6 separate regions of the Mus musculus genome follow, and regions 1, 2, 4, 5 and 6 are each linked to region 3. A link is a contact called in public Hi-C, HiCAR-type and promoter capture Hi-C data. All regions are on one chromosome and are shown on one strand. The core of a region is the stretch at or near the end of the contact, and the rest is flanking DNA. Distances in the headings are between cores, read along the strand shown. Region 1 holds the start of Morf4l1 (mortality factor 4 like 1). Region 2 holds the start of 4930524O08Rik (RIKEN cDNA 4930524O08 gene). Region 3 holds the start of Tbx18 (T-box18). Region 4 holds the start of Ankrd34c (ankyrin repeat domain 34C). Region 5 overlaps 4930524O08Rik (RIKEN cDNA 4930524O08 gene). Region 6 has its middle 24 kb from the start of Rasgrf1.

Region 1 (4,875 bases), core at 477-2,976, 2.4 Mb before region 3:
TCCTTAGTGCCCTTTTTTTTTTCTTCTTGTACTTAACAGGACTTTATTGGTTCAACAATGAACAGCAAAGGAAACATTAACTATCACTCTGGGGGCGACATCATGGAGACATCAAAGTTACCCGTGGAAAAGTACCTCTTTCATATTTATCTCCCTCTACCCACCCTGGACATCCAATTGAACGCTGTCCTGATTTTTTCTTTTTTTTCTTTTTGGTTTTTCGAGACAGGGTTTCTCTGTGTAGTCCTGGCTGTCCTGGAACTCACTCTGTAGACCAGGCTGGCCTCAAACTCAGAAATCTGCCTGCCTCTCAAGTGATGGGATTAAAGGCATGTGCCACCACTGCCTGGCTGCTGTCCTGATTTTGAATCAATGATGAAAATGTTCACTCTTATACCTAGCTTCTTCTGCACAACATACTTCTGTTGATTTAAAATCAGAGAGTGGAAATAACATGTGTGGCAAGGATGTGGGAAAACAGGTATCCTCAACTTGCTGGTTGAAATGTAACCTGAGAAAACTTTTCACAAAGTAGTTTAAAGTACATCAGAACCAGGTTTGGTGGTGCATACCTCTAAATCCAGCACTTGGGAGGCAGAGGCAGGTAAATGTTTGAGTTTTGGCTAGCCTGGTCTACAGAGCTAGTTCCAGGACAGCCAGGGCTACACAGAGAAACTTGGTCTCAAAAAAAAAAAAAAAAAAAAAAATAACTGAAAAAAAAATAGAGACAGAGTTTCAGGAGCTAGACACTGTGAGTTCATGGTCCTCTCAGTCTATATAGCCAGTTCCAGGCAAGCCAGGGTTAAATATATTTAGTAAGACTCTGTTGAAAAGAGAAAAGGCTTTGACATAAAGGTTTGCCTAGGATAATTAGGTAGCTACAAAGTGTGGAAGGGCTTCAAATATCAGGGTGACTGTTTTCTGACTTATCTCCCTAATTAACAGCTCTGATCCTTTGTGTGCAATTCATGTAATTTAGTGGGTACAGGGGTACAGTGTTATTTCACAGCAGAGTACATTAAGGAGTTTTTGAACATAGGAACAATGTGAAGAGAGGTTTTGTTGTTGTTGTGGGTTGGGTTTTTTTTTTTTTGAGTATACATCCAATACTACCCCAAAGAAATAAGATGGCAAAAGATGGTACAAAGGGGTTAAGTATGGAACCTTGACTTTGACAGCAATCCAGGTTTGCCCCCTTTAGTGAGACTAAGTACTTCAAGAGTCAGAAGCTGCAATCTACAAATAGTCATGGGAACCGGACCCCCACCCCCTCCCAACCCCCAACTCCCTCAAACAGGGCATGGCTTTCTAGACACCGAAGCTTCTGGAGAGGATCACCTTCTCACTCGCATCTAGCTTCATTTCTGGCTTCCAGCGCTCTCCTAGGCCAAGTCCTGGTGATGCCGTGGAACTCAGGCTGCAGAGACAGTCCTGTCCTCAGGCCACTTCAACACCCCACCACATTTACCTGGCTTCATTTCCTATCTAAGCATCTGCCCCCCTTGAGTTTTTCCCATCCTTTCGTCACTAGCTAGTGATTTACTTATTCCTTCCTCTTTGTCACCTACAGAAAATAAAAATCTGGGTTTTAACAAGCCTCTGGGGTCTGGATACTTAGAGGGCTGGGGTTGGGGACAGGGGCGGTGGTGGATCGCGGGCGTGGGGGGGGGGCAATTGTCTCCCACTCCCCTCCCCCACCCTGCTGGCGTCATCCGAGGTCGAACTACCAATCCCGGCATGCCTCTGGGCGGCACGGGCGCAGGCTTGTGTGCGTAGCGGTTAGCCGTTGGCTGAGGCGGCGGCTGCGCGGGTCGCGGTGCTGTGAGGTCAGGCGGCGCTGGCAAATCGCGCCCAGGATGTAGAGCTGGCTGTGGCCGACGGCGCGTCTGACGCTGAGTTGGGTGGGGTAGAGAGTAGGGGGCGGTAGTCGGGGGTGGTGGGAGAAGGAGGAGGCGGCGAATCACTTATAAATGGCGCCCAAGCAGGACCCTAAGCCGAAATTCCAGGAGGGTGAGTGTGCCGCTTTGGGGAGAGGCATCTAACGGTGCACGGGAGAGAGGCTGACTCAGGGCGCTGGAGGTTTGGGGGTCGGGGTCGGCGGGGCTTGCGGCCGGGGGAAACCGTGCAGGCCTTGCTTTGTAAGGGGGAAAGGCGCACTGCGGAGGGTAATCTCAGTGCGTCATCCGCGACAGTGCTCGGTGGCGCGAAAGCGAGCCCCCGGCCACGGCCAGGGCCGAGGGCATCTCCGTGCGTGTGGCAGAGCCTCGGCGCTTGTTTGTTTGTTTTTCCGAGAGCGGAGAAAGTCTATTGAAGGGAGGTGCCCGGCGGGCGGGTGAGCGATGGCGACGGCGACGGTTGGGAGGTGATGTGGCGTGGGGGAGGGGAGCAGCGGCAGCGCATCCTCCCCGCTTAGCTCTCGGCCGCGGGCCGCGCGGGCGACTGTGGGCCGAAGGTTCGAGGCTGTTGGACAAACGAGCGGCTCTGTCTCGGCGTTGTGTGGAGTTCTGCTGTTGGGAGGACAGGGGATGGGGGGTGGGCTGTGCGCCCCGCGGCGGGAGAACTGCGTTGTAAGATGGCCGCGGCAAGATGGCCGCGCCATCATGGCTGCCGGCGTCTCGCAGCTTACACGCAGCTTCGGGCCAGATGCAGCGCCCCCTGGCACGGCGATCACGCGCAGACCAGTTCCTCCTCTTGCCTCTGAGTGATGGGTGGGGACAGAAAAAAAAATAAAACTGGAGCCGCCCGAGCGAGTTCCTAGGCTTGCTGTTGCCTGAGGGCATCGTTTTGCTGTTTTTGGAGCTGTGCGCCAGGGCCCTTTAAGTACTCTGTGCTCTGCCGAGCGGTTCTCGTGGAAACAGTTTTTAGTTCCTCCTTAGGGCGTTTCCATCTTGAGATGCATGGCCTCTTTGTCATTTTTAAATACAGTAGTTGCTTGACTGGTTGTAGTAGTATTCGATTTTAATGGCGATTTGAAAGCTAACGCTTATTAGTTGGCTTTGACTGAGAACGTTGCTGATGAACGGTTACTGCTAATGGAAAGCAGTTACTCGGTTCTCACAACTCATCTGTCGAGGTGATTTACTGATATACTAAAGGAAATAAAACTATAAGCATAAAAAGGAACACTTTAAACTTGTTACTGCCAGATACGGCCGTCTGTGTTTATCATCATACATGCTGGGTCCAGGCGCTTGCGTAACTCCTGTTCTAGGATGTTTAACCAGTAAAGTGCCAGACTTTTAAAAGTCTCAAGTTCCAAATCGAAACGTTTTAATTAATCGATGTACAAGGACAGGCGGATCTCTGAGTTTGAGGCCATTCTGGTCTACTTAGAGCTTTTCAGGACATCCAGAACTATACAGAGAAACTCTTGTGTGTGTATGGGGAACGGGGTGTTGCTCTATACCCAGTGGAGGTTCAGGGAGTGTGGAGACCTGCGCAGGTGGATGGATCTCTGTTAGCTCATTGTCCAGTCAGCCCATGGGTGAGCTACAGCTAAAGTAATCGACCATCTCAAAAACTAGTGTGAAGAGTTAGCTACTATGGAAGACACTGAGCTGGCTGGTCCTCACTTGTAGATAGTGTAAGATGGTGTACACTGTAGTTTTGCCAACTCTGCGAAACAGTTGGTTTCCTTTGTAATTTGATGTTTTATGTAGCAGAGCATGCCAAGAGGCCCATAGATTTCTGATTGTCAGAGCACAAAAGCTTAAATCCTTGGTTGATGTTAGAAACTAGAAATCAAGAATGGTTGATAATAACCCAGAGAACATCTAGAAAGGAAACAGTGTTGATGGGATTATTTTGAAATCTTGGTAGAATTTTGATAGTGAAAGGTGGTAACTTTCCATTTTGTTGATGTTTGTGTTGCATTATTTTATGTGTGTGAGTATCCTCAGAAGCCAGAAGGCGGCATTGGATTTCCAGGAACTGGGCCTGCTGGGAATAGAAATGCTTCTCAGTTCCTTGTGTGTGTGTGTGTGTGGTGGTGGTGGTGGTGGTGGTGGTGGTGGTGTGTTCTTAAAAAATTCATCAGCCCAGGGCAAGATTTTTGTCATTTGAGAGTAGAGTGGATCTGAGGATGGAGAACTGCCTTCTTAATTTGTCCTTTCCACTTGTTAGACTGATGTACATCAGTTAGTTAGTTGTGTGTGTGTGTAAATTTTCATTATTCAAAGAGCCTTACTTAGTGTAGTTTTTAGCTGAAGCAGCCAATTTTAAAAAGGTATTTCAGATTAGTTTAAAAGATAACCTGGAGTGAAATCAGTAATCACAGATCTGAGCTTAGTGCTTCTGTTTAATAGTAGCATGTTCTACCCATTTATTTGGGTCTTAGCTTTGGACTGTTGGAAAAGAAAGTCTGGTCAATTATCCATCTTTATTCAATGTGGGCTTAGGTTTAGTGATGCTTTCAACAGTTGAGTGGTACAGAATTTTATAGAGCCATGATGTTAAAGTTACTGGACCTTATTCTAGAATTCTAACAGTAAAGGTCTCTGGTGAAGCTTATGAAAAAAATAGCTTAAAAATCACTCGAGTCTAAGGATGAGTTTGAAGAATGCTCCCATGGCATGCACAGATCATTAGATACAGAGTCGTTAGATATGGTGGTAGGAATCCAGAAGGTGGTCAGGATCAGCATCTCCCTTCTACTTTCACATGTTTGTTCTGTGTTCCACCGGTGGCGAACAACATGTATCACTACTTTTACACACTTGTTCCTGCTGTTTGGATCCTGCTTTGTGAACACTCACAAGGAGTTCTTTACTGCTTACTGGGAAGTAAGAGCACAGAAAAGGATCCAAACATTTGATTGCCTATGCATCCCTTAGTAATGTGAAATGCCTAGCACACAACAGAGCCAGCAAACAGATG
Region 2 (4,794 bases), core at 1,180-3,679, 2.1 Mb before region 3:
GACACATACAAATAGACACATACACACACCTTTATAAGCTTCAGGTCCCACGAAAAGTGGAAGGGCCCTAGGATACCCTTTCTGATTCCAGACTAACCCATCTTCTATGGCACGCCTTCCTATTCTACAGTAGGGGACAGTACTGTCTGTCTGCTCTGGGAGTGTCATCAGCACCCCCTGACTTGGTGGTATGGCGATTGGTTTCAGACTCCGTTGAAGGAAAAAACTACATGTTTTTGGTTTCTGTGGCTGTGTCCAGACACTTAATCTGAGAGTCTGAATTTGAGGGAGGCTGGAATAAACAAACGGTCACTGCCCTGTGGAGCCCAGAGCACCTGAATGGTGAGTACGTGCTCGGGCACTCTTGCCTGTTTTTCATGTGGTCTAGAAGAGATTGCTTCCCTCAGGGATCCAAATATCTAATGTAGAAGAAACCACACACCTTCTCAGGAATCTCCTTGTCACCTTGCCATGGTGAAGGCACAAATCCTGGGCAGCCTTCTGCCCTATGCAGTCACCAGGCTGGCCCCGGCTGTCTCTGGGAGGCTGACTCATGCCAAGGAAACAGATCTGGGAATGTCTACAGAGTTCCTGGTGGTAAGGATGAAGAACTGGGCATAAGTGGAGAGCCGGGACATGTGCAAACGGTGAGGCAGTCACTGAGCCGCTGGAAGAGTCTGGGGTGTCTGCTCAGCAGGTACCCACCAGTTCCTGCTTTTTATGTGAGGGTTCTCTAGAGAAACTGGGGAACGAAGTAATTTTATCCCTGAGAACATCTCTCTTAAACACCATGAACCTCATTGTACCCGACAAATGCAAGCTAGGGAAGAAAGGGTTCACAGGTCAACTACAACAGCAGCAGCTTGTCCCCTTACGTCCCTAAACAGAAACAGATAAAACATTAATTACGTGTAAGACAGTGCTTAGCCCTCTCTCTACCCATTCATTCCTGGACCTACCCCATAAATGGTGCCTCCTGCTTTCTACATGAGTTGGTCTTCCCAACTCAATTCACCCAATTACGAAACTCCTTCATAGCCCCAGGCCAACCTAATCTAAATAATTCCTCATTAAAACCTTCTTCCCAGCTCATTCTAGGTTGTCAGAGTCGACATCACAGTCATTTTCTTTACTTGTAAACAGTGATGGATAATTGGGACAAGCAGAGTAAATAGCAGCGTTACTCTGAGTGACAATCCCTGATGACTGTCTTGGCCTTGTGACAGTACTGTCTGAAGTGAACGACTTGGTTTTAACCCTTGTTGCCTGCAGAATTTTTCACGGAGGCTTCTCTAGATGTTGGAAGCTGCAGACATTTCTGGATTAGATCTGGGAAGCTTCTGGATGGTGGGTCTCCTCTGAGACTACCTAGACTAGCAATTTCCACATCCCAGCCAGAATCCCTGGATCAAAATCTTGTACGAAGCTCATTCTGTCTAAGGCTCGTGGTGGGTATAGGGCTCAGAGGCTCACAGGTGCTCCCTCTTGTGGGGCGGTCTGCAAGTAGCATTCTTCATCCGGGTGTCGGAGGAATATCCGTAAAACGTATTCCTTGGTGGAAGCCATGACTCAATTTAATGGGAGTGAAGATCACAGAGAAGAAAATTACCCAGAATGACTTAGGAACCCTTTGCTTTCTCCTGGCCTCAGTTTCCCTATCTGTATTTTGAGACTGCAGTCTTCCACGCTCTCAACATCCCAAGCACGTACTATATTAAAGCATGATGCGGGCGCCCCCTTGTGGTCAGAAAAGGCCTTGGCTGTTGGAGGAGTTGATGGCGTCTGTAGGTTTACGCAAATGGAGGCCCAAGACAGGCCTTCCTGTTTTCTGCTCGATTTAGTGCTCTGTCTCGAGGTTAGTCTCTTCTCTTGATTGATCCTCATATTCTCACATCGAGTGGAGCATCAGGAGGCCCAAAGAGACATGATGGACAATGTTCCCTTGGCGATGCCACTAACTGCGTGTGATTTTCGCCAGGGCCTTTTACCGGAAGCAGGCTTACATAACTGCAGTGATGGGGGATGGGCACTGTCAGCCTTCAACCTGGCATCTAGGAGGTCTGTGAAATCCCCTGAGGTCTAGGGAGCATTTGTGCAGACCAGCAGTTGTAGGAGACAAAGGTCCAGTGTTTTGTCTGCGTTTCTTGAGGTGGCTTTGCCGCTTTGAGTGCATTAGTGATAAAGCTTCAGGGGAGAGGCCTTACCTTCAGAACGCTCACATCGGGCTCCTTTTTGGTCACCAATACTGAGTAGACGTGCTTTAAAAGCCAAAGAAAAATGAAGAAAACAACAAACAAACAAACAAACAAACAACAAAAAAAGCCAAGTCCCCTAGATCAGAACTGACAACCAGGGCAAATGGTCTCAGCTCTGTATACCTCTGCCTGCTGGTTTTCCTGTCCTGTAATCCCAACGTGATCCCTGGGAACTCCAAAGACAGGAACTGACAACAGGCAGTCCTGGCGGGCTCTGTTAAGCTACAAGGATGGATGATGGCTGGCTTCAGTTTCTAGTCAGTTTCACACTGCCACGGAATCGGTGACCGGTTCTGTCTCCTTTTTGCAAATCATGAGTAGAGGTGGAAGAGGGAGGCTAAGTCACCACGGTTAGTTCACTTGATTCTCACAATAGCTCTGGGAAGTAGGCCTGTTATCACCATGTACTTACAGAAACTGAGTCTTGGAACTGGAGAGTGACTTATCGCATACCAGAAAAGGTGTTGATGGTGGGGCTGTGTGCGTGTCCATGTGAGTATATATGTGTATATATTTGTGTGTGTGTATATTTGCTTATGTGTTTGCATATATGTGGGTGTATGTATCTATGTGTGTGCATTTATGTATTGTGTATATATGTATATGTGTATATATTTATATATGTATGTATGAATGCATGTGTATATCTGTGTGTGGCATATTTTCCTCTAAGTTTTACTATGTAGTTTTTTAAAAAATTTAGCATATGTTACTTAGGCATGATAATGGGTTTTATTATGACAGTCTCTTACATATATAGCACGTATTTTACTCCTAGTCACCTCCATTACCCTTTCCTGTCACTTTGCCTCTCCTGCTGAGCCTTCCTCCCACCCCAGCTAGGCCCCACAATGTTACATTCATGTCTTCTTTACAAAGAGGAACTACTGAGTTTTGTTAGTGTTGCTTACAGAGACATGGCTGCAAAGGTGTTGTTACAGGAGAGCACACACCTTCACTGAAGACAATGTCTAGTCCTCTCCCAGACACCACGGAATCGCTGGGCTTTTAATTGTGATTTGCAGCTGGCCCATGTGGCACTCACAGGACTGACGAGGGGCACTCAGCACCTCAGGAGACATCATGCCCAACTGTTGGAGCCACTGGTGTGTCCACTAGAGCATTCTGAGCACGTCCCCAAGGTGTCTGACTGAGGTCCTTGTCCCAGTTTCTGGACTGAATTTCTGGCTGTATAGCAGTTTCGGACAACCCATAACTCTCCTCTTCAGTTTCTCATTTCCTGGTGACAGGATCTTATCTTGACATTCCCTGGCCCACACCTTGCTTTGATCTGTCACTGGGCTTGGCAAGTCACTCATGCAGAAGTCCACATGTCCTCTCTGTTCCTTACAAGGCCTGGAGACTGGCAGCTCTCCTGGCCCCCCCTCCCTGCACAATAACATAGGGCCACACCCACAGAACAGTTTATCAACACTGGGGCACCAGTGACTTCCCACCACTTACCTGATCCCCACCCCAAGTCTTCTGTATGAGGGTGTCCTGGATACGTGAGAAATTACCAAGCATTCAAATGTTATGCTTATCTTTGTCCTTGGGGTCTGAGAGGGCCAGGATCTCATGGACATCTTATATTCCCAGCTAGAACAAGGTCCTCCCATCCCACTTCTCCCTTTCTCTACCACACCAGTGAACACTATGGCTGGGTTCTGTGTTACTCTCTCTTCCCTAACCACCGTGGCCATCAAGTCTGCCTCTGTCCACACTGGACTGTTTGAGGCTGGTCCTCACTTGCCCGTGACATGGTCACCATCTCCTTCACTGTGTTACTGAAGTCCAAATATCCAGAATCTAGGCGTGGAGTGCATAGCATGCCCACTGTTCTGTGAATTCTCACTGTCATGGCCACTGAAAATCCCTACGCCTATTAAATAAGCGAATGCAAGGGTGGATTGACAAGACACTCCCCGCTGCTCTCAAGCCGTGTCCCGCCGTACTGAATACAGCTGCACTTGCTCCTTGGATATTATTACATGCAGAATTTCACCTCCATTCCCATTAAATACAATTCATTCATGCCTGTAAGCGCTTTATAGATAGCCTTCTTGACCCTCCCATCGATTTAGTGAGGGAGAGACCCAGGGAATGATTGACAGATGCTCAAAGCTCAAGCAACTTCTAGAGACAACCTTCCCAATGCCGTGGCCATTTAATAACAGTTCTTCATGTTGTGGTGACCCCCCCCCCCACCATAAAATTATTTTTTGTTGCTACTTCATAACTGTAATTTTGTTACTGTTATTAATCAGAATATAAAGATTTGATATACAGGTGGTCTTAGTTGACCTCTGTAAAAGGGTCTTTCAATTCCTCAAAGGTCATAACCCACAGGCTGAGAACCACTGCATTAAGGGGTGAAGCCGGGACACCATCCCAGGTAGGGTTAACTCAGAGCTGAAGCACAGAGCACAGTGTTCTGTGCTGTGCCCAACCACAGGGTATTTGCAGATGAGAGGCACCTGACTCCCAGTGCCTCATCCAAAGTACAATAGAGTCCAATTAGGGCACTCACCTTCCCCCC
Region 3 (4,522 bases), core at 1,459-3,958:
CAGAGGCCCGACTGCACACTCTTCCACTTCTAATCCTTCCTTAATGTAGGTAATACAATGGGAAAAGAGATTTTTCTCTCCCTGAGTTATAGGAACACACTCCCGGGTGACCAAGCATACACCAACACCTCTACAGGAGATCATAGGTGCGTGCAGACCAAGCCTTGCAAATGAGACTCCAGGATTTGGAGGTTCGGGGTGGGGCACGCCGAGTGGCAGTGCATTCGTCACTCTCTTGATTTGAACAGCAGGATTTGGCCTTTTCTTAAGCATACATTTGTTGCAACCGGGGGTGGGGGTGGGGACGGGGGGTGGGGTGGGGGGGGGGAGAAAGGCCTCGGGAAACTAAGGCTTCCGTAAAACCCCTTTCCTTGACTTCTCAGCGGACTGGGGTCTAGTTTCGCTATCCAGCCCGGGATGAGGTTCTCTGATAGTTTCCAAGGATTGCAGGTCGTGCTCTGTGTACACAGTTTGCAACCCAAGGGGGAACCAGTTTGTCCTTGGTCCTGGAGCTGGAGCGGGATTCAAGCAGTGGGACCAGTAGTAAGGGAGCTAGCGCCCTCATTCAAGCTAAGGGAGCTAGCGCCCTCATTCTGCCTCAAGAGCTCTGCGCATACTTGGACCCATAGCTACTACTTTTATTTTTGTTGTTAGTTTGTAATATTGTTTTCCAGTTTGTTTGTTATATGAACCCAAGTCAAATTTTGTACCCCGAGGCTCCAGCTGCCAGGGGTAACGTTGGAAGAAGACGCAGAGGGACAGCGGAGGGCTTGGGACCCTGTGCTCCTCAGGGTAGCCTAGAAGGCCTGTTTCAACATCCCAAACCAGTTTGAACTGTGCGGCATTTAAAGGGACAAGATCATAACTACAAAGTAGGCTTCCGGTCTGGAAATCCCTGCGGTTTCTTGGAATCAGCCGCCCAGCCTCCTCCTGCGGGCTGGTCGAGTATGCCAGAAACCTTTTAGTGACTCCACCCCCCCCCCCACCTCCGTCACAGAATTTATGAATCCCTTAGGCTGCAAGCCGGCCTTGCTCGGAGAACCGCTCCATTGGACCATCTATGAGGGCCCAGGGCTGGGGCTGGGCGCTCTAGCTCAATGGGCAACTGAAGATACGTAGCTTCACGCGGGAGCTTCACACAGGGCCTTGAGTTGTTTGCTTAAACTCTACAGACTTCGTCCTAGACTCTCCCTACTAACCCAGAACTTTCCAGGCTGCCTCTTCAAGCTTTCTGGTTGGCTCCCGCTTTAGGCCAAACTTCACTAACCGGGTTGAACTTATTCAGGATACCACATCACCCTACACTCTGATGAGTCTGCGAGAGCTTCTCCAGACAGCTTCAAGCCAGTAGGCTACACCGGCTCCCAGTGCCCCAAATAAAACAATGTCTTCCAATTGAACGCATTTTTCAGGCATTTAAAAATCTGCATCCACAGCAAAGATATTACCAAGTCCTTTCTGGCCCAGGCCTTGCAGGCGCCTCTAGGCACTCGCTGCTTGGTTCAATTTCTTCCCAGCACTCCAGTCCTGAAGGAACTGCAGGTTTCTCTATCTATGATTTAAAAACAAAACCCTCCTTCCGGGGTTGATGGTACTTTCAGAGGCCATTTTCCTGAATGCCGAGGAGAAGCCAGAAGAAAGCTAGGACTGCAGTGTTTAAATGAACATCGAATAAAGGAGGCAAAGCAAAATGAAACAAAACGAATCGTCCCTGGCCTATTTTATACTAAAGATTTGTGCACATAGTGAATTTTATTCTACAAGTGATTTTTTTTATTATCCCCATCAAACCCACATCCTGTTAATCCTAAGAAAATGTTGAGTTTAAACAACAGAACTGCACATACATGTTTGCGATCGTTCAATTCTAGAGTTCTGCTTTCTTTTGAATTTATTTTAAAGAAACACGCCGATTAAAAAAAAAAACCAATATGAATACGAAGCTACTTTTAACATACAGAACTTTCAAAAAACATACAGAAATTCATAAAACATGGTTTACTTTGTGAAGTTTTGAAGTTAAACCTATATCATTAAAGACAAACAGAATTAAAATCCCAGGACCTACGTTTTAAAATAATTAGTCCTAAATAAAAGGAGACACCTTTCCTGAATCGGTTATATGAAGGTCTGAGAGATATTACAATGATTAATTTTTAAATCTAAAAAATATCAAATATGCGTAAACTCATCTCACGTAAGAAAAAAATCTTCGGAGTAAGATTCAAGCCCGTGGTCATTCTCTCCATACAGTGGGCATCAATAGATGCAGGAATGTTTAAGTGAGAAACAACAAACTGTTGGCTGTAAGTTCCTGCCTCCTCCAAATGTACTTCTTAGCCCCATGGACAGGGATGAGAGACCGGAGATTTAAGGGTCCTTGAAAGATCCTCTATACTACTAGTTACGGATCTCTTTTCTCGGTTAAACCCTGAGGCTCAGCCTTTCCTGGTCCTGATAAGAAAAGCCTGAGAAGCGACTGGGTTGGCGGGTGTCAGCAAAAGAGGGTTCAGCTTTCTAGAGACTGGCAGAGACGAGCCAGATGGCGGCGCTTTTCGGTCTGAGATTTTCCGACCTTGTAAGGAAGTGGGCGCGGGCTGAGCGGAGTTAGATTCTCCTGATTGGTAAACCGTTTCGGTGATGGACAGCTCCATAGGACCCTCCCCCGCCGCTTTATTGACACTAATGAGCAAGTTCTTCCCACCGCTCTCCTGCCTTGAAGTGCTGACAGATCAAGGCAACAAATTTCAATTACAATCCCTAATTTGTGTCCGCAGAGTGTTTTTTTTTTCCCCGTGTTAGTCCTCTCGGGCTCATCAGTCGAGGCAGATCTTGGAGCAGCAGGAGGAGGTGGAGGGTTTGGGAGTCAAGAAGTGCATCATTGAACTCGAGGGAGAGACAGAGGGAAGGAAACTTGGCGGCCGCGTTCCTGCTTCCTCGGATCCCAACGCCAGAGAAAGAGGAAACGGCAAATTTGTTTTTGCCCGCAGCTAGGAAGGGGACAGATCTCGGGAGGCATCGGGAGCTGCGGAGCGTTTGGTGGGGGGCCAGGAGGGCGAGCGCGTGCGTGCGCCCCAGCCGCGAGTATATGAGAGAGGGGCGAGCGGGCTCGGGGAGGCGGGGATGGCGGAGAAGCGGAGGGGCTCACCGTGCAGCATGCTAAGCCTCAAGGCGCACGCCTTCTCTGTGGAGGCACTGATCGGCGCCGAGAAGCAGCAACAGCTTCAAAAGAAGCGGAGAAAGCTGGCCACGGAAGAGGCGGCGGGGGCGGTGGAAGACGCAGGCTGCAGCCGTAGCGGAGGCGCGGGGGAGCACGGCTGCTCGGAGGCCGACGAAGAAGCGGCTGCCCCGCCGCCGGCAGCCGGGGCGGCGTCCGGGCCAGCGCGGAGCTGCGCGGACGCGGAGCGGAGCTGTGGCTCCCGCGGAGCGGCGGGTGAGTCGATCGATCCCTTCCTGCCCCAGCGGCTTCCCGGTGCGTCTCCGCCCGGCTCCCGCGAACCTGAGCTTCGGTGAGGCAGCGCTAGCGCCCGCTCCTCCCGGGCCTCCGCCGCCGAGCCCCGGGGGCAGGCGTTGAGCCGTCGGCCCCGCACACCGTCCATCCGCGGCTCTCTGCCCGGCTCGGCGGGCTGCCGCCGTCCTCGCCTCTGCGCCGGGAGGGTTCGAGCCCAGGGCTGCCGCTGCTTTTCACTTCTCTAAGTTTTAGGGGCCCCCGGGGCGCGTGCGGGAGGGCGCGGGCTAAAAGCGCGGAAAAGGGCTCGGACGCCCAGAAGTTGGGTGCGCCAACCGGGGAGGCGGCGGCGAGCTCGCCCACACTCTCTGCCCTTCTGAACGCGGAGCGCTACTCCTCCGGAGCCCAGGGCGCCTCGGGGCGGGCTTTTAGCTCTCTTCTATCCGCTGTGCTGCGGGGCCCGGAGAGCCAGCAGCCCGGAGGATTGCCTGGAGCGGGGTTTGGGGAAGTTCTCAGAAAGTGCCTCGCGCGAGGCCCAGAGGCCCGGCGGCCTCCTGGGGCGGAGGGAGGAAGGGGTGACCGGAGCAGATCCCGGCAGCGGCCGCAGTGAGATCTGCGCCCAGGGACAGTGAGCTCGGGGACAGGTCTCAGGCCCACAAGGCGGGGCGCATGGGGAGTTTGCGGGCCTGGCTCTGGGACATAGGAACTCGGTGGGACCCTAAAGGCCTCAAGGCAACTCCGATCGCCCCGCGCGGCAGGACTGCGGGCAGCTGTCCTAGGGCCTGGCCCTGAGATGATCCTCAAGGCCGGATCGCCCCCTCACTGCTTCCCCGTCTCTACCCTCTGCTGTCCAGGCAGCTGTGAGGATGGCTTCCTGCAGGGCGCCTCCCCGTTGGCATCCCCGGGAGGCTCCCCGAAAGGGTCTCCCGTACCTGGCTTGGCACGACCGGGGACCCCGCTGCCCGCGCCGCAGGCCCCGAGAGTAGATCTGCAAGGAGCGGAGCTCTGGAAGCGCTTTCACGAAATAGGCACCGAGATGATCATCACCAAAGCCGGCAGGTAAGCTTGAGTCTC
Region 4 (4,673 bases), core at 1,596-4,095, 2.0 Mb before region 3:
GATATAGGCACAGTCTATAAGGCTCAAAATAGCACACAGGGAAAAAAAATAAGAATTGACAGACCCCATAGTCTAATGCTTTTGGCTGGAGGGGACCAGCAATATGAATTATTAAAATTGCATTGCTTTTATTATTAATTTTAAAACATTGTTATTGCTGTTGTGATTAATCAACTGGCTCCAATTCCAGTGTAAGGAAGTGGCAGCATTATTTGCTGACAGGCAGACTTAGAGTAGTTTGTAAAGAGCCTTTGCTCCATAGTGACACATATGACATTGACAGCATAGAATAGAAAAATGCACATACATACACATAGGGAGAGGAGAGAGAGAGAGAGAGAGAGAGAGAGAGAGAGAGCGAGAGAGAGAGAGCGCCTTTCTTAGCAAGACAGGAAATGTAGGAGAGACTATACAAACTTTTATGGGGGTGGGGGAATTCCATAAAAAAAGCTCAGGTGTCTTCAGCAGGTCCCGTCTGTAAAAGCAGAGAATATGTTTGTCTTGTTCATAGCTGAATCTAAGAGTACCAAAGAGGGCAAATGAGGTCACTGTAGCCCAGATTGTTTAAAAATATTAATAGATTAAATGCTAACAGAAATATGGACACACATAGACGCAGTAATTTATCCTATTTTGCACAACAGCAAACTGGGGCATGAAGAAGTTCAGGTTTTTTGGTTTTTTGTTTTTTTTCACCAGAGATGCCATTGTTAGTAAGGATAGACCTGGGATTCAGATGCAGATGCAGACAGTTCATCTCCATGATATGTGCTCTTAGTCAATAGGCTACTGCCTTGGGATGCATAACAGACACGGAAAGGATACATCTACACATTTACACATAAAATGCTACTTTCCCATTGAAACTTAGAGAAAATGCTTATTGAATATTTTTGAAATGGCCATATAAGTAGACTATAAAATGGAAATTATGTAAGTCATACAATTCAAAGACAGCAAAATAATATTAGTTACAGGTAGCAAAGCTAATGTGTGAGTACAGGACTGTGATGATGAAAGGGGGAAAAAGATTTGGTTCAAAGATGAGTAATTGTGAAAGATAACTTGTAACTGAAACTACAGTTTGAAAATATGAAAGACATGGTCTATTTTTTTCTAAGCAAATACACACTACTCAAAATTGACTCAACCAAGGTAAAAATAAAAATCATCTGTCCTTTTAAAAATCCATGAGGCACAGATGGTTTTTGAGGGTCATCTAAGGAACTCTCAATGAATAGATAACCATGTTAATAATTGAAATGTTTCTGAGGGGGAAACTGGAATGTTGGCAGAATCATCCTTTTAGGTTGGTATCACTCAATGAATGATCAGCTATCTCTAACAAGCACCATTTTATTCATAGGAGTGGAATAAACTACCCTTATGTAAATAAACAATTTGAATGCAGCAGTATGCTTGCACAAAAAGAACAGACTATGCAAGTAGAGTTTGCAGACCCTAGCCCTAACCCCTAACCCTACAGCAACACTGTCAAGTAGCATGCTAAATCAGGGGATGAAAAAATGGATTTTTCAGGGGTGATGTGGAATAATTGGCTTCTAACCTCTGCATTACTCCTTTGCACAAATATAATAGTTACAAACCATGAAAACATTTAGGGAAAGAAACACTGTTGAGATTCTGGGGTAGAAAGTCTCACTTAGCAAGATGGGAAATGTAGAAGTGACTATACTAACTTTTACTGGGATTAAGGGGACTCCATAAACAGAACTCAAGTCATTAAAAAATTATGGGGACTGAATGGAAACTTCCATGTGTAGTACTATGGCACTGCTGACTAATAAAAGCACAGTAGGAAATAATATCGATCCATTTAAAAGATCAGTAACATTGATAGCTATCTAGTAAGTTTGGTTTTAAAATAAGTAAAAGAGAAGTGATAGACAATTTCAACAGAAAGTATTAGGAAAGCAAAGAGGATTTTTTTGGAACAGTGTCAGAGACATACATACATACATACATACATACATACATACATACATACATAAAAATAGCAAGACAATACTTTGAAACTTTGTGCTGGAACGTTGAACATATAAATGAGATAATTTTCAAGAAATATAGAAATCACTAAAATTATGTCAAGAAGTAGGACATTTTGGGGTAGGGTAAATCAATGCTATGTGTGCATGAAATTTAGAAGAAAATTCAACTTACCTCTAGGAAGCTGACTAGTGGGGAAAGGAGTCTACAGGGCTCAGTGGAAGGAGGCACCCACTTGCTAAAACCGTACTCTGCTTTGAATAATATGCAGTAGCTATGAATTAATTTAGTTAAAAGATAACTAAAAATTGTTTAGTGTTGACTCCATGGGAAGTCATAGAAGTAGGAAGGAGGTGGGTTAAAGGTTGGAGTTGATGCAATCCAGAAGTAGCCATGTGGAGCCACCACACACACACACACACACACACACACACACACACACACACACACACACAATCAGATTCTCTCATTGTGGACTGTCATCCTGAGATCTCAAGTTTATCAAGGAAATCTGAAATAGGCAGAGCCATAGGAAAAGCAAAGCAGACACGAGTTTGAATCCCTACCGGTGACAAGACTTTGGAAAGGTCCGTTCAAATCTCCAGACCCCAAGGAATAGACTCTTCACTTGCGCAAATACACCAGGGGCTCAAAGGCTCCTGCCAAGTTGTTAAGCAAGTCTGATTTCAAGGAGAACTAGGGACAAGGGGGAGGGGCAGCGGCTCCTTTCCCCACAGGGGCAGGTAGGCACCTCCCCCACCCTCACTGCCCCCTCCTTTCAGCTTCCTCGCTCACACCCACCCACACAGCCCTCTCTGTTCCCGGCTGGAGAGCCTTTCTCGGGCGCCAGCGGGCAGCAGTGGAGCCAGCCAGCAGAAGCCAAGCTGCAGGACTGGGCTGCGCAGGAGCTCTGCAGCTAGAAGCTGCAGTCTAGGGAGCATCCTCACATTTCTTTAATACTTCTTTCTCTTATTAAATACTTCTTTCTCCTTGGCCACCACAAGTTGGAAGATCAGGGTGATTCGAATAATTGGCACAGAGGTTTCATTTGTGGCCCTTGAAGAAGTTCTGAGCAAGTCATTCAACGGCATCCACGAAGACAGGGCTAGTTCAGCTTCTGGCTCTGCTTCAGACAGGCAGAGCCCTCCTGGAGCCAACCTGAAGCCGCAGGAGGAGGTGCTGTGGAAGTGATGGCTCTGTCCAAGTCCTGGACCAAGGTAGCATCTCTGGGTAAGCAGGTAAGCCCCCCCCCCACGGGTTAAGTGCACCTCAAAGGCTTTCTGCTGGTCACCTAGGTGAGTCTAGAGTCTCCCCAGAAGTAAGTCTGCGTTTTCTAGCCAGGGCAGGAGGCGGGGCTGGTAGGAGAGAGCCTGTTTTTATCACAGGAAATTGTGGGAGACTGGAATGAAAGGATTTAATGTAAAATATATATATTTGCATTAACGCGTGGGGATGACATGCGTAGGAGCCAGGGACTTTTGTAGGAAATGGTTGCAGATTGGGGCAGGCTGTTGGGCGTCTGGGTTTTTATAGGAACTAAAACTGGAGCAAAGCCTTACGTTTTTTGCATAAACCTGTGGGGAGTGGGCAAAGACAAGGTGTGATTCTGAAAATGTGCACAAAATTGTAAAGTGTATGTGTCTGAGAATTTCTGAGAAATGATGGGAGGAGCATTTACGGCTCTGACTTCAATTGACTCCGCCACCCCACCCCCACCCATAATCAGTCCTCAGGAAGGGACCCAAAGACACTGATAGCAATGGATTCCCATACACCAGGCGCAGCCACACCCCGGGTTTCAGCACTTCGGACAGAGCCCTTTCCCACCTCCACCCCTGCAGCTTTAAGCCAGAGGCGCTGTTTAGTTCCTCCGCAGTTACCTCTGCATGGTGGGCGGTGACTCCCTGGGTTTGGCAAAACGGGGCTCTTGAACCGAAAAGACGAATATTTGTGAAGTTCAGTTTTTAATCGGCTTCTAACTGCTTCCTGTGACTACAGAAGGAAGGGGCGGAGTGCAAAGGTATCTTTCCAAGGTTCCGCGAATGCTGCAGCTAAACGAAGTGGCCTCCTCTGTTTGGGAGGGTGTATCCAAACTTTCCAAAGTACTTATCTTTTATAAGTCGCTTACCGCATGCCAACACCCGGTGCCAAATGCTCTATATAGATTGTATAATTTTATATACCATAATAGTTCCATTTCTATGCTATTTTTATTCCCATTTTTCAGTCGAGAAATGAAGCAAGAGTGACTAAGAGGCTTGTCCAAGTTTATACAAACAGGGACTGTTACAGCAGACTGAATCTTAAACTCCACCCCAGCCTGCACAAGTGGAACCATAAGCCTGAGCTAAGTCCCTTTGTGCAACAGCTCTGAAGTGGGGGTTAGCGTGGACAGAATGAGATCAGACTTGTAGTGCTGTGTCTTTGGACAAAGTTACTGAATATGTTTTAATTAAGGACCAGTGTTTGGGACTGCAGCTCAGTTGGTAGGATGTTTGCCCAGCATGCTGAAAACCCTGTGTAAGACTCTCAGAATCTGTAAAACCAGGCATGGAGCCTGCATGACTGCAATCTAATACTCTGAAGGGGAAGGCAGGAGGACCAGAAGTTCAAAGCTATCCTCCCTTACATGTGATTTTGAGGACATTAAGATATATAAGATCCTG
Region 5 (4,475 bases), core at 1,703-4,202, 2.1 Mb before region 3:
GAGGCACGAGAAGGAAAGATGAGGAGTACAAAGGGTCTTTTAGAAGATCAGCTATAGCATTAGGCTGGTATTCACAGGAGTGAGTAGCAGGTAGGATGTGATAGGAGGTAGGTGTGGCTCCAGATACTGGGGCCTTTTGATGGTGATGGTTGAAAGATGATGGTTTGGGGACTGATCATCATCCTGGGGTGGGGGAAACACAAGGATATCCGTGATTGAATATGTCTGTTGCTTTCTTTTGCCTGGAGAGACACACAGAAAGTCCGTTGACTCCAGGCAAGACACCAACTAAAGAAATGATTCCATATAAGTCTAGTTTGGTGAGGCAATGAGTTTGTTGAGATTACATACAGGAACATCAGTGACTCATAGGTATCTACATTCCTGAAATGCAGTCCCATTCCTGCATGGATGAAAACTTACAAATGCATTGTCTCTAGAATCTGCTGTGTAACCTGTGGGCAGTTGCATCACTGAAGAACCTCTGGTACCTCAAAAATACTTCTGTTATATCTTAGGTGGAAAGAGGTGCCTTGTGAGCCTCTGCCTCCTTCCATGAGGGGTAACGTTAGTCCCAACTGGCAAGTGAGCAAATGAGGGTTTCATTTGTGAGGGTTTCAAGTCAGTGATCCAATTCAAGATGGCACTGACCCAACCAGGATGAATTAGCTACTTTTTCTGTGACTGTGATAAAATACCGTGACAAAGAGGAACTTACAGAAGTAAGAGTTTATTTTAGTTTACAGTTCCAGAGAGATCAGATGCTTGGCATTAGTGAGAGAGATGGAGGAAGGCTCAGGAATCGGAGAGATCACATCTCCATCCGTACCTAGAGATCAGAGATAGGGAGCTGGAAGTGGGGAGAAACTATGAGCTCTCAAAGCCTGTCTGCAATAACTCTCTTTCTCCAGCAAAACTGTATATATCCCCACACACAGCGCCACTAACTGGGGACTAAGTGTTCAAACATCTGAGACTGTGGAGGACATCTCTCAGTCAAATGGCCTCACTAGAGGAAATAGCCACTCACCAATGTCCCTTCCAAAATTGAAGTATTGGACTTACTGGTTAATGGGATTGTATTGAGAGGTAGGGCCTTTAAGAAGTGATTCATGAGGCTCTGCCCTTATGAATGGGGCTCTGCCCTTATGGAAGGGGCTGAGGCTATTATAAAGAGGCTCCTTGCAACATCTGCTCAGTTGCCATTCTGTCTTCTATCATGTGAATATGGAGCAAAAGGACACTCATCAGACACCAGGCCAATATCTTGACTTCTGACATTTTGGCTTTTAGAACTAGGCACAGTATATTTCTGTTGTTTATAAACATGCACCCTTAGGTATTGTGCTATATATCAGGACAAATGAATTTAGTAAGGGGCCCCGTGGGGAGCTATTATCAGATTTTCCTTGGGCTTAGCTTCCGTGATGCTTTTTCTCCAAGGCTAATTTATAAAACTATTTGGAGGTTCATCTCACCATGTTGACCTAATGAGAAGTCCTCTATTGGCTGGGTCATTAAATTTAGCCTAATAAGAGAGGGCATGGGCTTGCTTGTCTGGGCTGCCCTCATCCAGTAGTGAGCTCAGCATTCCTGGAAGTAAGCAAGTAGAAGCTAATGTAGCTCTGGAGAACAACAGTATGGAGAGGGAAGTTTGAAGTTCTGAAGGATACAGTTGGATCAAATGCCTTTGCAGGGCTCATTTGTTAAAGATACAGGATGAAAAAGGCACCCTGAGAGTTGCCCTAGAAATCTCTCTTTTCTTTCCACATTGAAGTTTGATGAGAGGGTCTGGGTCAGAGAGATATGCATGGTTTGAGTCTCTCCTTCCAGAGTGCCAGAAGGAGAATATAATGTCATGTTTCTGTAGATGCAAGTTGTCCTATGTGAGGAGGCACAGACCCCATGAGTCTCTGTCAAACTGACGTATGACTTGGCATTCCTGAGCAAAGGGTAGACACATGGAGGAAAGACAGGGTTTTTAATCCTCATGCATGGGCTTGAGAACTGCATCTCCCTACCTGGGCTGGGTTGCTTTAGACAGCTGTGAAACTTGTGGGTCTGAGATATGTAGGTTCCAAATGGAGGGTGGTCCAGTAGGATTACTGTGGGGTGTAGAACAGGCAGGTATGTGAAGAGATCAATAGCTAGTAGTTGTGGTGGTGGTGGTGGTGATGATGATGGGGGCACTTGAACATACACACTATTTTTATTGGTTATCACAAAATGCATGACCCTTGACCCACTCAAAAAACTTCCATCAGGGTTTGAATTGTAAAGGACTCTAGAAGGCCGGTGGTGAGCTTCCAAGTAAGGGATGTGACCCTCTGGCCACATCCAATTATGGCCAGTAAGGCATACAGGGACATAGTTAACCATGTTGGCCAGGGCTGGAGGAACCTTAGGACATCTGTTGAAGAGGTTCAGATTTCCTGGGGACAGGAGATAGTTTCAGAAGTGAAAGAGTACTGATGACAAGGAGGTAGGGTTTTTTTTGGGGGGGGGGGCAGTTGGACAAAAAGCCCCTGGTAGGAGGATGGTGAGGTGGCTCAGTGAGTAGAAGTACTTACCACCAAGCATGACAGCCTAAGTTCAGTCCTTGAGATCCACATGGCGGGAAGGGAGAACTAATTCCTGCAAGTTGTCCTCCCCTCCCCCATGTGTAAATAAACGTACACTCACTGTGGATTCCATTCCTCCCTGCTCCCTGTAGGTTTTGGATGCTTGCCACCTCTATTGTGTGCAGCTCCCACTCACAAAATCAACTCAGGGCTAGAAGGGAGACCACAGAGATCCAGCGTGGTCCCCACCTCATGATGTTCATGGCTTTGCCGTTCTTGGTCTTTGAGGGAGAAGCCCGGGTTCTGCTTCTCACCCTAAAGATGTGGCAAAGGTGGCCCGCTGGCACTCTGTTGAGTGAGTGTTACATAAGACAGCATCTTAGCAGACCGAAGCCGGCTCTCTCTTTTGGGCTTTCTGGAGGTACCAGATTGTTGGAGACTCCCACATGGCAGGGAAGCACAGAAAGCTTCCAGAATTCAAGTGGCCTCCAGCCAATACCCGGCAAGAAACTAGGGTCCTCTGCCATATAGCCACATGGAAATGAATTGTGCTAATAACCCAAGTGAACTTAGAGTTGGACTCCTCCCCAGTCAAGCTCCATATAAGAATGCAGTCCAACCGGCACCTCCATTACATCCTGGCAAGACCCAGAACCCAGAACCCAGCTCAGCTGTGCCTGGACTCTTGCCCCACGGAAAGGGCGAGCTGGTAAATGTTTGCTTTTCAAACTGCTAAATTGCGATAATTTACTATGTAGCATAGAAAACTAATAATATCCGTTTCCAACATTAAGTATAGCTTTTATCCATTCAGTCTACTGTTCAATTTCCATTTTGTATTCTAACTAATATATTAACATATAATAAACTTATCCAGTGCCAACATTTTAGAATTGCGAAGGATTCATATGAAAGCATCTTCCCTTGTGCCTTGTTCTCAGTTACTCAGTTTCTCTCCCCGGGGCAACACGTGCCACCAGTTTCTTATTTATCTTTCCAGAAAATTCTCCCATCTGTGTGCAAATTCCACTCCATATGTAGCTCTCTCTGGCACTGACTGCACCTTCCTCCAAAGACTTCTCTGCCTTTGCTATTCAGGCTTGGAAATCAGTCTTTATCATTCCTGTCTTGTCTTTTGAAAAGATGGATGGTTAGTAATTTAGTGGCCAGTCTCCAGGTGATGGATTTTTTCAAGTGGTGTCTAATCTTTTTTTTTTTTTTTTTTTTAGCAAACAATATTGAAACAGGAGTTGGTGCCTTTGTGATGAGATGCAAGTCTGTTCTGCAGGCGAGATGGAATTTGGGAGTACTAAAGCAGATACCTATTTTAATATTGTTATTGCTTTTCTTCCATAAATTTGTAACAACATTCCTTTATAGCAGCTAAATAAGAGTCTGTTTCTTTTACTTTCATCAAGCAATAGCCATATTTTGGCCCCTTGACACACTATCAGGTAGAAGATATTTTGTTGGTGCTTTTAATTGGACACTGAGAACTTCCATGGATTAAGAAACTGTGTATTTTCTTCCACTAAGCTTGGTTCATATTCTTTACCCATTTTCTTAATTGCTTGTGGGTCTTTTATTTCATTTTGCCAGATTGATGTGTAGAGTGCTGTATCTATTAGAATAATTAGCTTTTTGTTTGGCATTTGAATTGCAAATTCTGTATTTTCCTCCGCCCGCTGCATTTTGATTTTGTTTATGACTCTTTGCAATGTTTATTCCTTCAAAGTCAAATTTGCCACTTTTCTCTCCTTCTCTTTCTCCTTCTCCTCTTCCCTCTCTCCCCTCTCTTTTCTCTCTCTTAGCTGCTGTTTTTTGCTGGACTTGAGTCATACTTATAAAGTCCTTCCCTACTCTGAGAAAAATAATAAAAATGTCCAATTATTACACTTCAAAAAATGTCAGTTA
Region 6 (4,218 bases), core at 839-3,338, 2.2 Mb before region 3:
CTCTCTCTCTCCCTCTCTACCTCTACCACCTCTACCTCTCTACCCCTATCTCTCTATCTTTATCTATCTAGCTATCTATTTATCTATCTATAACTTAGCTACTCAAATATAAACTCTGAGGAGACAGGAATCATCTCTGTTCATCAGGAGTAGGTGGACATTTATACTGGTAGGCTATTTGGTTGATGAGATAACATTATATAAGGGGCTAAGGCTCTCTTTGAAACTGAGATGACTGAGACTCTGAAATAGCACTTCAAATTGTTTTTAAAAGATTGTGTGTGTGTGTGTGTGTGTGTGTGTGTGTGTACTCCATCTCTTTACTTTCACCACAGGGATCAAACTCAGGCTTAGTGACAAGCACCTTTACCTATTGACCCATCTCACAGGCCCTGCAGTTTCAGCTGTGAGAGCAATCTGGGTGTGCCCAGGTGTATCTCTTGAGAGGCAATCTCAGCCCATTGCTGCATTGGTGATGGAGCTCATAGGTGCTTAGCTGTGCTATGCTATATGGTAGCAGGTGGACTCCCTGCTGCTCACTCCGAGTTTCTATAACCGGAGACTCAAATTCTCCTTTGTGATTTACATACTCCAGGTATACACTGCAGGCCAGATACACAATCGCTCTATTTCCTGTGAGATAGAATGATCTAAGCCAGTCAACTTGACTATGATATATAGCATTTGCTTCAATCAGGACTGAGATTTAGGTTCTGGTAGTCTTGAGACTTGAGCTTACCAGGAAAGTGTTATGGTAGAATGGGACGCTGCCCTAAGTGGGCAGGGGTTATAGCTGACCCGCACAGGACTTTTGTGTAACTTGGATAAAAGAGCCTTTGGGTATGTGCAGCACTGTCCCTGAACATCCAGCTTGTCAGGTAGAGAACTGGCTGGATATCAGTCCCTTCCTGTTTGTTTGGCTGAATGTCTGGTAAACAACACTAATTTTAGTGTCCAGTGACCCTGAGTGGTATTTAAGGCTGGGGACCTTTTTCCTTGTGTTGATAATTGGAGCCTGTGCTGGTTAGTTTTTGTTAACTTGATACAAACTGAGGTCAGCTGAAATGATGGAACCCATTGAATAACAGCCTTCATCAGCTTGGTCTATGAGACGTTTTCTTGATCGATGAATGGCGTGATCCATTGCACTGTGAGCAGTACCTCCTCTGTGCAGGTGAACTGGCTTGTCTCTGAGAAAGTCCTGTGGGGGACAAACCAGCCAATAGCATTTCTCCCTGGCCTTTGCTCATGCTCCTGCCTCTACTCTTGCTTGAGTTCCATCCCCGACTTCTCTTGGTGGTAGACTGTTACCTGTAAGTGTGTGCCGAGTAAACCCTCTCCTCACCTAAACTGTTCTTGGTCCAAGTGTTTTATGACAGTGATAGAAACCAAACTAGAACAGACCTTGTCTGCTGGTCCTCCCTATAGCCCTTCATTACATTTTTTCAGACACAGCATGACTTCAGGGGCCAAGGAGCTTGAGAGAGAGTTACATCCGTCAGTTGACTGGTAGATACCAGCTAGCAAGTCAGATACCCAGTGTACAATGGTGAGTGTGACTTAGTCTTTTCAGTCTCCTTGAGGCTGGAGGGCACAGGAGAGGATCTTGGGATATATAGAGGACCATGAGGGACATCCCCCCTCACCCCAGGGTACAGGACAGTCAGTCTCTCAGGAGAAGGCAAAGCAGGGAGCCTGTTGGTAGGGGGTGGGAGCTGAGTGGCCTGCTGTTGCAGGCTGGGGAGGGAATCTGTGAGTTGGATGGTTCCAGCAGGCAGGCAAGGCTGACAGAAGTAGAGAGGAGGTCTGTCCATGCCGATGGTGGCAGAGATGGTGGCAGAAGAGATGGTTGCAGAGGCCAGTGAGAAAGGTTTCTCAACATGTATCAATTGACCCATCAAGAGCTGGCTCTGATCTGAAGCAAAAAAAAAAAAAAAAAAAAAAAAAAAAAAAAAAAAGGACTCAGTAGGCTGGCCCAAGCCCGGAAGGGGCAGGTGGTAATGAGGTCTGCTTTGTGGGAGGGAGCCTGCACAGCCTGTTTCTAACACTCAGCCCACACAGCACCAGGCACACGCTTGTGCATGCTGAGCCCTGCAACTTGCAGGGTGCGCTCTTCAGATGGTGCTGCACAGCTCTCTACCCATGCACGCAGCAAGGAAAGGCCCTGTTCTTAGCCCGGAAGGTGCAGGATTTCCTGAGCTTCACCAGCCTCTTACTGTCTCAACCCAGACTTCTTCAAAGCGTTCTGTGCCCACTGTTCTGCCAGGTGGCCAGGACAGCCGGGTTTTGGCTAGCTGCTCTTGGTGTCTCTCCAGGATTCAGTTTCTCCAGCAGGGCACAGGGCTGGATTCCAAGGATGGAAACCATCAGCGTTTAAGGTCTGGTCTCAGAAGCACTTGGATTTCTTAGGTCCATGCAAAACTCATGACCTAGCAAGTTCAAGCCCAGCTCAGAATGAAGAAGAGGCGGCACTTGCCACTAGGTCCCCAGTTGGTAGCATTGTGAGGGGTCTTGCTGTGTTGCTGAGGGTGGGCTTTGAGTGTTTATAGTCTTGACCCACTTCCAGAACACTCTCTCTGCTTTCTCTGTGTGATTGTACTCTTTCGGCTTCCTTCTCTGGCAGCTGGCTGTCATGCCTACCTTGCCATTATAGACTATCTTTCTGGAACCATAAGCCAAAATGATCTTTCTTCTGTGGGTCTCTTTTGGTCATGGCATTTAATCCTAGCAATCAGAAGTAGCTGAAGTAGCTGCTACAGTTGGTGGCAACTTTGTTTAGAAACAAAGGTTCCGCAGAACCAGGAAACTGCAGAGTTGGGGTTCAAGATCGTATAATGCCAAGTCCACATCTTCAAGTTGGGCTCCTCCCTTCAGATCAGAGTGGTGCAGAGCCTTCCATATCACACCCTGGCTCTCCTCAGAAGCATGATACCAGCCCGAGTTCAGGCAGCTTACTGGCAAGGCAATGAAACCTCTCTGCTTGGATCCCGGGTTATCCCCAACTTTCCCACCCAGTAGTGTGTCTGGCTGCAAAGAGCTGTGTTTAAATTGTGTGGAAATAATCCTAGTACTTTAGAGGCAAAGGCAAGGGGATCACTAGTTCTCGTCTAGCCTGGGCTACAGAGAAAGACTTGGTCTCAAAAAAGAGCACTCACCCTTCGCATATGTCCATATGTGCACAATCCTTCCTCCCACATTTGTGGTAGAGTGTAGCTTTGGTAGCTGCAAAGAAACATATGGCCTAGTCTTCATTCCCTGTGTAGGTCCCTCCCATAATGACTAGAGAGTGGCCCCACATTTGTTCAAGTACAGGGACCATTAGCAAACCTGGGCAGGCAGAGGCTTAATGAGAAGGAGGAAGGGGATTATGATGATGATGACAACGATGATGATGATGACGATGACGATGAGGAGGAGGAGGAGGCAGAGGAGGAGTCGGTGGTGGTAAGGGAGGAGACCATTTGGTTAGAGATAAACCATTTGGGAGATCCCTTCATAAGTTCCTTTGTTGTGTATGGCAAAGTGTCTTTTTCTTATAGCCTTAAATGTAACATTATCAGGAAGTCCAGGTTCTCTCTCTCTCTCTCTCTCTCTCTCTCTCTCTCTCTCTCTCTCTCTCTCTCTCTCTCTCTCCCTCCCTCCCTCCCTCCCTCCCTCCCTCCCTCCCTCTCTCTCTCTCTCTCTCTCTCCCTCCCTCCCTCCCTCCCTCCTTCCCTCCCTCCAGTAAGCTTACAAGAAACCCTAAGAGCAGGACAGATCAAGGGCTCTCTGTAACTAGTGTGAGCTGGAAGACCTACCACACCCAGGGAGGCTCTGACGCTGCTAATCTTGCCTAGAATATGTTTTGAAAGACTCAGATGCAGCTGAAATCCCAGGGCCATGTAATAACAGCAGCAGCAGCCTCTGTATCATCGGAAAGAGGTGGAAGGCGAGGAAGAGGAGGAGGAGGTGGTAGAGGAGGAAACCATTTGGTTGGAAAGAAACCATTTGGGAGGTCCTTTCATAAGTTCCTTTGTTGTGTTTGGCAAAAGTCTAACAATGTTGCATCTAGGTCATGGGTTTTGTACCAGACATTGTATATGTAACAAAGCTACACAGAAAAAGAATTTAATTCCCATAAAATAAGTGAAGTTACTAAAATTTCTCCCCATTCAAATCGTTCAAATCAAGTAAATAAATCCCCCAGGCTAGTGAATGTTCCAGATTCAAATTTTATTA

The links. Promoter capture Hi-C pulls out the DNA fragments that hold promoters and counts their contacts. Hi-C and Micro-C count contacts between places; a contact is called where the count stands out from the background. HiCAR-type assays count read pairs that join an accessible place to other places.
Region 1: a contact with region 3 is called in a HiCAR-type map of astrocytes, with 4 times the contacts expected there. The contact joins the promoter of Morf4l1 here to the promoter of Tbx18 in region 3. A contact is called at or near these places in 2 of 39 promoter capture datasets (embryonic stem cells and hippocampal neurons) and 2 of 115 datasets of contacts at active chromatin or transcription factors (astrocytes and embryonic forebrain).
Region 2: a promoter capture Hi-C map of hippocampal neurons shows a contact between it and region 3, with 9 times the contacts expected there. The contact joins the promoter of 4930524O08Rik here to the promoter of Tbx18 in region 3. A contact is called at or near these places in 2 of 39 promoter capture datasets (hippocampal neurons and liver).
Region 4: a contact with region 3 is called in a Hi-C map of embryonic stem cells, with 5 times the contacts expected there. The contact joins the promoter of Ankrd34c here to the promoter of Tbx18 in region 3. A contact is called at or near these places in 1 of 39 promoter capture datasets (embryonic stem cells), 4 of 484 Hi-C or Micro-C datasets (all in embryonic stem cells) and 1 of 115 datasets of contacts at active chromatin or transcription factors (embryonic stem cells).
Region 5: a promoter capture Hi-C map of hippocampal neurons shows a contact between it and region 3, with 6 times the contacts expected there. The contact joins the enhancer-like site here to the promoter of Tbx18 in region 3. A contact is called at or near these places in 2 of 39 promoter capture datasets (embryonic stem cells and hippocampal neurons), 1 of 484 Hi-C or Micro-C datasets (embryonic stem cells), 2 of 115 datasets of contacts at active chromatin or transcription factors (embryonic midbrain and embryonic stem cells) and 1 of 9 other capture datasets (embryonic stem cells).
Region 6: a contact with region 3 is called in a Hi-C map of cerebellar granule neurons, with 5 times the contacts expected there. The contact joins the enhancer-like site here to the promoter of Tbx18 in region 3. A contact is called at or near these places in 3 of 39 promoter capture datasets (cranial neural crest, embryonic stem cells and hippocampal neurons), 1 of 15 datasets of contacts at CTCF or cohesin (stem cell-derived epiblast-like cells), 16 of 484 Hi-C or Micro-C datasets (cardiomyocytes, cerebellar granule neurons, cerebellum and 8 more) and 9 of 115 datasets of contacts at active chromatin or transcription factors (astrocytes, embryonic forebrain, embryonic hindbrain and 5 more).

Annotation. Positions count from the first base shown.
Region 1 is chr9:90,111,671-90,116,545 of GRCm38.p6, reverse strand. Morf4l1 (mortality factor 4 like 1) reads left to right here and starts at 1,726. Exons shown (of 12, transcript NM_024431.3): 1 at 1,726-2,010. The coding sequence starts at 1,971.
Region 2 is chr9:89,824,154-89,828,947 of GRCm38.p6, reverse strand. It overlaps 4930524O08Rik (RIKEN cDNA 4930524O08 gene), which reads right to left and starts at 2,429. Exons shown (of 6, transcript NR_040735.1): 1 at 1,711-2,429.
Region 3 is chr9:87,729,446-87,733,967 of GRCm38.p6, reverse strand. It overlaps Tbx18 (T-box18), which reads left to right and starts at 2,708. Exons shown (of 8, transcript NM_023814.4): 1 at 2,708-3,433; 2 at 4,303-4,507. The coding sequence starts at 3,124.
Region 4 is chr9:89,736,647-89,741,319 of GRCm38.p6, reverse strand. Ankrd34c (ankyrin repeat domain 34C) reads left to right here and starts at 2,845. Exons shown (of 2, transcript NM_207260.2): 1 at 2,845-3,237.
Region 5 is chr9:89,849,243-89,853,717 of GRCm38.p6, reverse strand. All of the region lies in intron 3 of 4930524O08Rik (RIKEN cDNA 4930524O08 gene), which reads right to left. Among named protein-coding and RNA genes, the nearest start is that of 4930524O08Rik, 25 kb to the right of the region's middle. Within about 2 kb of position 2,952, at least 14 of the 459 cell types and tissues checked have an H3K27ac peak or open chromatin away from gene starts, as enhancers often do. A contact at or near this core is called in hippocampal neurons, where this site is marked.
Region 6 is chr9:89,883,846-89,888,063 of GRCm38.p6, reverse strand. No RefSeq gene overlaps it. Among named protein-coding and RNA genes, the nearest start is that of Rasgrf1, 24 kb to the left of the region's middle. Within about 2 kb of position 2,088, at least 19 of the 459 cell types and tissues checked have an H3K27ac peak or open chromatin away from gene starts, as enhancers often do. A contact at or near this core is called in cerebellar granule neurons, cerebellum, cerebral cortex and 2 more, where this site is marked.